2 separate regions of the Hordeum vulgare genome follow, and region 2 is linked to region 1. A link is a contact called in public Hi-C data. All regions are on one chromosome and are shown on one strand. Each heading gives the region's core, a stretch centred on a gene start, on an enhancer-like site or on the middle of the called end of the contact. The rest is flanking DNA. Distances are from core to core; before and after follow the strand shown. Region 1 has its middle 170 kb from the start of LOC123411365. Region 2 overlaps LOC123407901 (DNA-directed RNA polymerase II subunit RPB1-like).

What was found. A called contact is a pair of places that touch in the nucleus more often than the background predicts.
Region 2: a Hi-C map of leaf shows a contact between it and region 1, with 2.6 times the contacts expected there. The contact joins two enhancer-like sites. A contact is called at or near these places in 3 of 6 Hi-C or Micro-C datasets (leaf and seedling).

The regions. Positions count from the first base shown.
Region 1 is chr7H:384,263,659-384,267,644 of MorexV3_pseudomolecules_assembly, reverse strand. No RefSeq gene overlaps it. Among protein-coding and RNA genes, the nearest start is that of LOC123411365, 170 kb to the left of the region's middle. Within about 2 kb of position 2,649, at least 1 of the 3 cell types and tissues checked has open chromatin away from gene starts, as enhancers often do. A contact at or near this core is called in leaf, where this site is marked.
Region 2 is chr7H:384,827,144-384,831,467 of MorexV3_pseudomolecules_assembly, reverse strand. It overlaps LOC123407901 (DNA-directed RNA polymerase II subunit RPB1-like), which reads left to right. Exons shown (of 14, transcript XM_045101142.1): 11 at 1-1,085; 12 at 1,181-1,252; 13 at 1,359-1,418; 14 at 1,505-1,814. The coding sequence ends at 1,598. Among protein-coding and RNA genes, the nearest start is that of LOC123407901, 13 kb to the left of the region's middle. Within about 2 kb of position 2,142, at least 3 of the 3 cell types and tissues checked have open chromatin away from gene starts, as enhancers often do. A contact at or near this core is called in leaf, where this site is marked.

The sequences.
Region 1 (3,986 bases), core at 1,400-3,899:
ATTCTGACCACGGTAAGTGCATCTTGTAGAAGAAAAGATGCATTGCTGCAGAAACATCAGGACGAGATTGTACTGCAATTGGAGAATGGGGAGATTATGAAGGGAAGGGGCAAACATCAAGAGACAACTATAGCACGACCTGGTAATACACGTTGGGGATCACACCAGAGAACTCTAGTTCGCATCTATCAAATGTGGGACTTGGTCATCCAAGTGCTACATGCTATTTTGTTTAGATGGGGAAAATGACGACGACAAAGGCAAAGCATCAGGTTTGATGAAACAAATGGAAGTCCTTGAATTCGTTCTCATATTGCATTTGATGACTGAAGTTCTTGGTCTGACTAATGATTTGTCACAAGCATTGCAACAAAATAACTAAAACATAGTCAGTACAATGAACATGATTGTCTCCGTAAAAAAGGTTATTGCAACATTTGAGGGATGAAGGGTGGGAGCCACTTTTGGAGGCTGCAACTGCATTTTTTGTTCATAGAGATATACCGGTGCCAAATATGAATGATAATATTTCAGCAAGGGGTTATCCAAGGAGTTCACGTAAGTCAGTTACTTGCTTCCATCACTACAAGGTAAAAATATTCAACGAGGTGATTGATAGAAACACAGCCGAGATGAACAGACGATTTAGTGAAACAACAACACGATTATTGATTTGCATTTCATGTCTAGATCCTAGAGACTCATTCAGTAGCCTTAACCATGCCAAAATAATGGAGCTTACAACCATTTACAGAGCAGACTTTGATCCAAAAGAACGGCAATTTCTGAGTGGTCAGCTTGACATGTACATTGATTTGATGAAAATATCACTTTTTTTGTGTGATTGTGATAGTCTATCAAGTTTGTCTGTCAAGTTAGTTCAAAGTAAGGAGTATTTGCCCATTGGTTTATCGACTCATCAAACTCGCATTGATATTGCCAGTAGCGACATCATCAGTTGAAAGAGCTTTCTCAGCCATGAATATAATAAAGACAGATTTGAGAAACAAGATAGGTGATGAATGGTTGAATGATATGATGGTTTGCTATGTTGAGCGAGATATATTTGCTCGGATTGAAGACAAGAAGATTATCGAACATTTTCATGGCCTAAGAAGTCATAGAGGCCATTCCATCCATGTATAACTACAACTTAATGGTAAACATTCGTCTTATCTTTTGTTTAAATGAATGGCATCCTATACTGTGACTTAGGTTAATCTCATTATTTTTACATATTTCAGGTACATAATGAACTAGGAGATTAAATATTTGAGATAAAACATAGAAGATTTAGCCAGCAGGAGTCCAAGTTAGACTTTATTTGATTTTTTGCATTACATTTTTGCCTAGTTCTTGAGAATAAAACTACTTTGATAATTTTTGCCTAGTTCTTCAAAAATAAAGTACTTTCTTAATTTCGTCTTGCATGCATGCATATTTTTGGCCAATTATTTTTATTGATTGTCTTATTTGATTGTATTGTGCCTTTGATTTTTCTTTCGTTTAAAATTTCACCCCTCGTAACTTCAAATCCTGGATCCGTCACTGGACATGTCCACGAACCCTCATATCATCCCTATATTTGTCCTCAATGAAAGGGTTCACGGATAGTCCGAACGTATAGAGATAATATGAGGGATCCGATTGGATTTTTCCCCTTATCTGTCCGCCCATTGATCGAGCGCATACACGAGCATATGAGAGCGCATTTAACGCGTCCGGTTATAGATGTTTTCACTTCCTCTAAGATGTTTGCAGGTAGAACCTGGGCTCCCACCCTATAAGAACTGTCAAAAAGTTTTACATTAGAAAAAACGAAGGCAGTACTCCCTCCGTTCTTAAATAGTATAAATCTTTATAGAGATTTTACTAAAAATTACATATAAAAAATATACATACATTTTAAAATATGTCTATATATATTTATATATAGTCTATAGTAAAACCTCTTAAAAAATTTATACTTAAAAACGAGGGGAGTAGTAAAATAGCAGTTGACACTCTAAAAAGACTCAAACTGCCGTCTTCTCATGGTCGATCGATTGCTGATAAGAATCTTCAGAAAATACGTTTTTAAAAGCCAAACACGGTCGATGAGAGGTGTCTTGTGTACATATTTCTTCACCGGTCACCACTTCAAAAATTGCTAATTAAATACATTCTTTTTTTTACCTTCATGGTTAGAAAGGTGTGCTTTAAGATGGCATGAAATCCCCACTTTGCAAAGTCAGGCCTATCTGGTACATTTAAATTGGTGTCCATGTTGGAATCGATTTTCCGTCGTGTTACAGGGGCGTAAAACATCTGCATCAAAAGAATTATTCACAATACCAAATATATTCCTAAGAATAGTTTTGGTAAATGTTCTCTAAAAGTAGAATATTGGTGATGAAAGGGCTGGTGTCATGCACGTAGAGTTCGCCCCCAGTCACCACCTTCGAAGATTTCCAAATTAATTCCTTTTTGTAACACTATCCAAGGAAGAACTTTGATCATCAACTTGGGCGAAAGGTATGTGTGTTTATGACGCGCATGACTATTTTTCAGTATATATTCTTAGGTTTATCTCGCATCGGCAGTGCATAGTGTTCATTCCCATGAGAAACCATGTCCTTTTCTCCCATAACTGTTGGACTTATATTCGAACAAATCTCATCTGCGTTTGGAAGTGCTCGTGCCCCAAAGCAGTGAAGTGACGAGACAACTCCATCCCCGTGGAGTTGATGGAACATTTTTTTGTTTGAGGGCAGGACCACCTTTGATATGACATTGGAACCTTATTAGGGTTTGATCTTGACAGTCACACAGAAACGAATTAATGTTTTGCTTCTCTTCAAGCAGCAATGAGCAGCCATTCCTTTTTTCTAACAGAAAATCAGCATATCTCGTGTAAGATCACTTGGTTCCTCGGCTCCAAAAAATCAAAAAAAAAACTCTAATAGATTCAAACACTCATATGTCCCTGTTTGGATTACTGTTTTCCTTTTAATTGGTCCTAAAAAAGCCACGTCTCTACTTGTCGTTTGGTTTTCGGTCAAAAATTGCTGGTGGTCGATAAGATACAAATATAAGTTAAATACCTTTCTATTAAGTTACACTCATGCCAAGGTGCGGCCAAGGTAATAGGGCGACGAGGATTGTATAGTGTGAGGCTGAGAGTCATGCTTCTGTCTCACTTCTAGTTTCTATCATCATTCCAACCTTATGTTGCAAAACAGAAAAAGAAAAAGAAAAGATTTTGTGAGATTGGATTGAGTTAGACAGGAGCAAGAACAACAACTGTGCTCTTTTTATTTGTTTTTTCATATACGCTCTGATGTCTGATCCCTTCATGCAAATCGATGTATTCATATGACACATGTGAAATTTCTTATGTCGTGGTTTCCACAGGTCAACATCGCACTATCTCAAGAAAAAGATGAAGACTTCCTGCTGACGAGAAAGACCATACGTTCAACTATTACCCGATAAGGGAAAACCAAGAGACTTGTCCAGCGTACGCTCAAAAGTAATATCACATTTTGCAGGGGAATTCAACTTGGCTGTTGACCCACAATATGCACCCATGATATGTACATGCACGATATGGATTATACAACACTACGCATTTCTTGTGCAGGGTCAACCCATGACCTAATGAAGCTTAACGGTCATGGTATATGTTTTTCTTATAATGGGCTTTTATTACTTAAAGTTTAAGTATTACACCCGGTCTTTGCATAGCTAGGATGCACACAATAAAAAATTAAAATATCTGAAACTAGTGAAACAACAAACGACGTAATGCAATTTAGTAGAAGTAAATCGTCGTTGCCTATGGAGGGCCTATCCGGAGGTCACACTACCATTCATGTAGGATAAAAATATCCCTCGCCACTTTCTTCAATCGTACAGAAGCCTCCACAAAAAGGTCGCAAAACTCCATCTGTTGTAATGTAGACCACGGACGGAGAATACCTGTACACCAGAAGATAACCTCCAGT
Region 2 (4,324 bases), core at 893-3,392, 560 kb before region 1:
GAAACAGTGGATATCTTGCTTGATGCTGCTGTATATGCGGAATCTGATTACCTGAGAGGTGTCACCGAGAACATTATGCTTGGCCAGCTTGCTCCTATTGGTACAGGAGGTTGTGGATTGTATCTGAATGACCAGATGCTGCAGCAAGCCATTGAGCTTCAACTCCCAAGCTATGTTGAAGGTCTGGACTACGGCATGACACCAGCGCGTTCGCCCATGTCTGCGACACCGTACCGTGATGGAGGAATGATGTCACCAATGCTGAGTCCAAATTTCAGGGCTTCCCCCATTACAGATGCTCAGTTCTCACCATATGTTGGAGGCATGGCATTCTCACCCGTCCCGTCGAACTACAGCCCATCCTCTGGAGGTGGTTACAGTCCGTCTTCTCCGGTGTTCAGCCCAGGGCCAGGACATGGTTACAGTCCCACTTCTCCATCATACAGCCCTGCATCACCCAGCTACAGTCCCACATCTCCATCATATACGCCTGGCTCCCCTTCCTACAGTCCGACCAGTCCATCATACTCTCCGACCAGTCCATCATACTCGCCAACATCACCGAGCTACAGCCCCACATCACCGAGCTACAGCCCCACGTCTCCGAGCTACAGCCCCACATCACCAAGCTACAGCCCCACATCGCCGAGCTATAGTCCAACATCTCCGGTTTATAGCCCGACCTCACCAGCATACAGCCCGACATCTCCTGCATACAGCCCGACTTCGCCATCTTACAGCCCTACTTCTCCATCATACAGCCCAACTTCTCCCTCATACAGCCCTACATCTCCCTCATACAGCCCGACTTCGCCCTCATACAGCCCGACGTCGCCCTCATACAGCCCTACATCCCCCTCATACAGCCCTACTTCGCCCTCATACAGCCCTACATCGCCTGCATACAGCCCTACATCGCCTGGTTACAGCCCGACGTCACCGAGCTACAGCCCTACTTCACCGAACTACAGCCCAACTTCACCGAGCTACAATCCTTCTTCGGCCAAGTACAGTCCTTCACATGCTTATTCTCCGAGCAGCCCAAGGATGATGAGCCCGTACAGTCAGACTTCTCCGAACTACAGGTATTCTGTTGATAGATAGACTACTTTCCTTTTGGTGTTGTGCTCCATGCATGTCTATGCTCTATTTTGATTACATCTCCGTTTCTCCTCTCCAGTCCGACCTCACCGACCTACTCGCCCACCTCACCATCTTATGCACAACCAAGCCCGTCATACAGCCCGACAAGGTGAGCCCATTTCTGTTGATAATCACCCCTTGTTTTTAACTTAGAGAAATGCTGTTGCTGCAACAATAATACATGGGTTTCCTAACTCATTGCGTGAGTGCTGCAGCCCGCACACTAGCTCCGGTGGACCTAGCCCAGATTACAGCCCGACATCTCCGAACTACAGGTAAATAATGCGTGAGGTTTATCTCATTTACCCCTGATGAAAGTGCGCAATTAGCTCTTCTGACAATTGCGGTTTTGAGCGTGCAGCCCCAGCGCAAGCTACTCCCCGACTGCACCGGGCTACTCCCCTTCGTCCACCGGTCCGCAGGCAACTGACAAGGACGACGAGACTGTTGATTAGAAAATGGCTGCTGACCGCTGGCTGATGCAGAACCATGCCACATTACCAACTCTTGTTTCCTTGTGTGTCCAGAACAGGCCTTGTTGTAAGCTGCGATACTAATAGCAGCACTAGGATTGGCGGCCGTAGCTGGGCTCATATTTAATTACGGCTGGGCTGATATTTAATTTTGTGTTTTCTATCGGATTATTATGCTAATGTTTCCATTGGAGCTTTTGCTGACTTGTCTGCTTTGTGGTACGCAACTTTTGTTTGGTAGACGTAAGGTCTGCATGGATTTTCTCCTTCCAAACGGATGGGGCATGCGAATGTATGGACGCAGTGGCGTTGTACAAAACTAACACGGCAGCGCCACATAGACGAGATGGAATTTATGGCTGTAGATCAGTCGGCAGCGCCACACAAACGAGGTGGAATGTATGGCTGTAGATCAGTCGGCAGCGCTGCATAAACGAGATGAATGCATGGCTCTCATGCGTTGACTAACTTATGTGGTAATCTTCTTCTAAAAGCAAAACAAACATGTGTGGTGATCTTGCTGGGTACGTGACCCGACGGTGGAGCACATGCTTTGTAGGTGCTGTGCTGCTCCCGCTTGCATTATTCTGAGCACTAAGCAATGATCATCGGTGCTACTTTTTCTGTGTGCCCCTTTTTATAACTCTGTCAGACCCTTTTTTTTTTTGCAGGGAAAGACTGAATATATCTATATGACTATATCTATACTAAGATTCGAACTCACAACCCTTTCCTTCTATCCGTTTGGCTCTACCCAGTTATAAGAGCATCTCTAGTTGATGGTGTAAATTTGAACATGTATATCTTCATTTACACGTCTATATACACGTTGTTAAATTATACACGTTCCAATTTTTCAATGGAACGTGTAAATTAGGACGTGTATATTTCAACGAATATATTTTCAAACGGCTATATTTGTAATGCAGCTATCAATGGACATCAAATTCTGCAATAACAGCAATTAACAGCAATGGACATCAAATTCTGCAATAACAGCAATTAACAACAATTAACAGCAATCCGACAGCAAATTCTGCAATAACGACAACTAACAGCAATTAACAGCGCATTGTAGCCCCGCCCTACATCTCGCCCCGCACGCAGCGCCGCCCCGCCCCTGCATCTCGCCCGCGCCCCCTGCATCTCGCCCCGCACGCAGCGCCGCCCCGCCCCTGCATCTCGCCCCGCACGCAGCGCCGCCCCGCCCCTGCATCTCGCCCCGCACGCAGCGCCGCCCCGCACGCAGCGCCACCGCCCTCCCCCCGCCCCTCTCTCCCCGCCCTCCCCTCTCCATGGCGCGCGCCGCCGTCCCCAGATCTGGCCAGCGGTGCGTCGGCCGCCCGGCGTCCCGCGCCTCCTCTCTACCGACGGGAATGGAAAATAGAAGGGAGGGAGAGAGCTTACCAGAGGGGAGTGGTCGCCGGCGAGCTTCGATGGCCTCTGGACGAAGGCGGGAGGATGGCAGGAGCAGGGCGGGAGGATGGCGGGAGCAGCTCGTTTCCGTCCACGAGCGTGGCCGAGGCGTGTTTATTTCCACGAGGAGTAGCCTCGTGGATGGACGTGTAAAACTTGCACGCCCGTATACACGATCCACTGGAAAGCGTTTTTCAGTTTGCATCTTGTATATTTACCATCCACCTTCATATACACCATCCACTAGAGATGCTCTAACTAGTTTGTGGGTTCATTATAATTATATATGTAGGATTCGTTTGCAAAATAGTATGAAGGTATCGAAATAGTATGAAGGTATCGTCACGTATCATCATGGGCCTGTTCTGGGCTTCGAAATCAGGGCAAAAATAGATCGGATACACAACCTTCACTTCCTTGGTATTTCTCAAAAAAAAAAACTTGTACCCCTTGGGTTGTAGCCAGCTAAGCATGTGCGTGTGATAAAAACGCGTTCGTCTATAATACCGTCTTGTTCAGCAAACCAATCCATGGTTGGATGGTTAGAAGGACTGTGATATTTCCTTCCCACTAGAGCTCAAATCTCAGATTTGACATTGAAGCTTGCATTTTTTTAGATTTATTTCAATTTAAATCCCTGAGTTGTACGAGAATCAACATCCTCCTAAATAATTAAGCTTGATAACTTGAGTCCAGGACCGTCTTCAGAAATTTGGGGGCCTAGGATGGGATGAAAGTGGGGTCGTAATATTTTTGGCGTAAATTTTTCCCTAAAAAAAAAATCAGAAAATTGAAAAGGAGCAAATCTTGAAATTTGAATGAGTAACTACATTGAATATCTTTGATATGGAAGTAACTATCTTAAAAAATTGTCCTATAAATCCATTTGGAGTTTGAAATTTGAATGAGTAACTACATTAAATACTTTTTTTTTCGAGTCGTATCCCTTAGGGATCCAATTCATTAAAAAAGATAGAAGAAAGTACTAATAGATTTTTCATATGGTTACTTAATCAATCATCTCGTAGAATTACCAATACATTTTTCGATCTGGGCAAGAGAAGAGCATACCTGAGAGATGAACGGAGGAACAGGGCATGTGCATCAGTTGAACATGGGATTGTCGTATGTGCCCCGACGTGTGGTGTTGATCGGTTGTCGGTCGGCCGTTTGTAACCTCGTAGGGGCCGTCGGGTAGGCGATCTAGCGACAGACACGGTGAGGCAGACGCAGGCGTCATGCGATTAAGGGAACAACAATGATAATAGGCATGCACTATTTTCTTTTTCCTG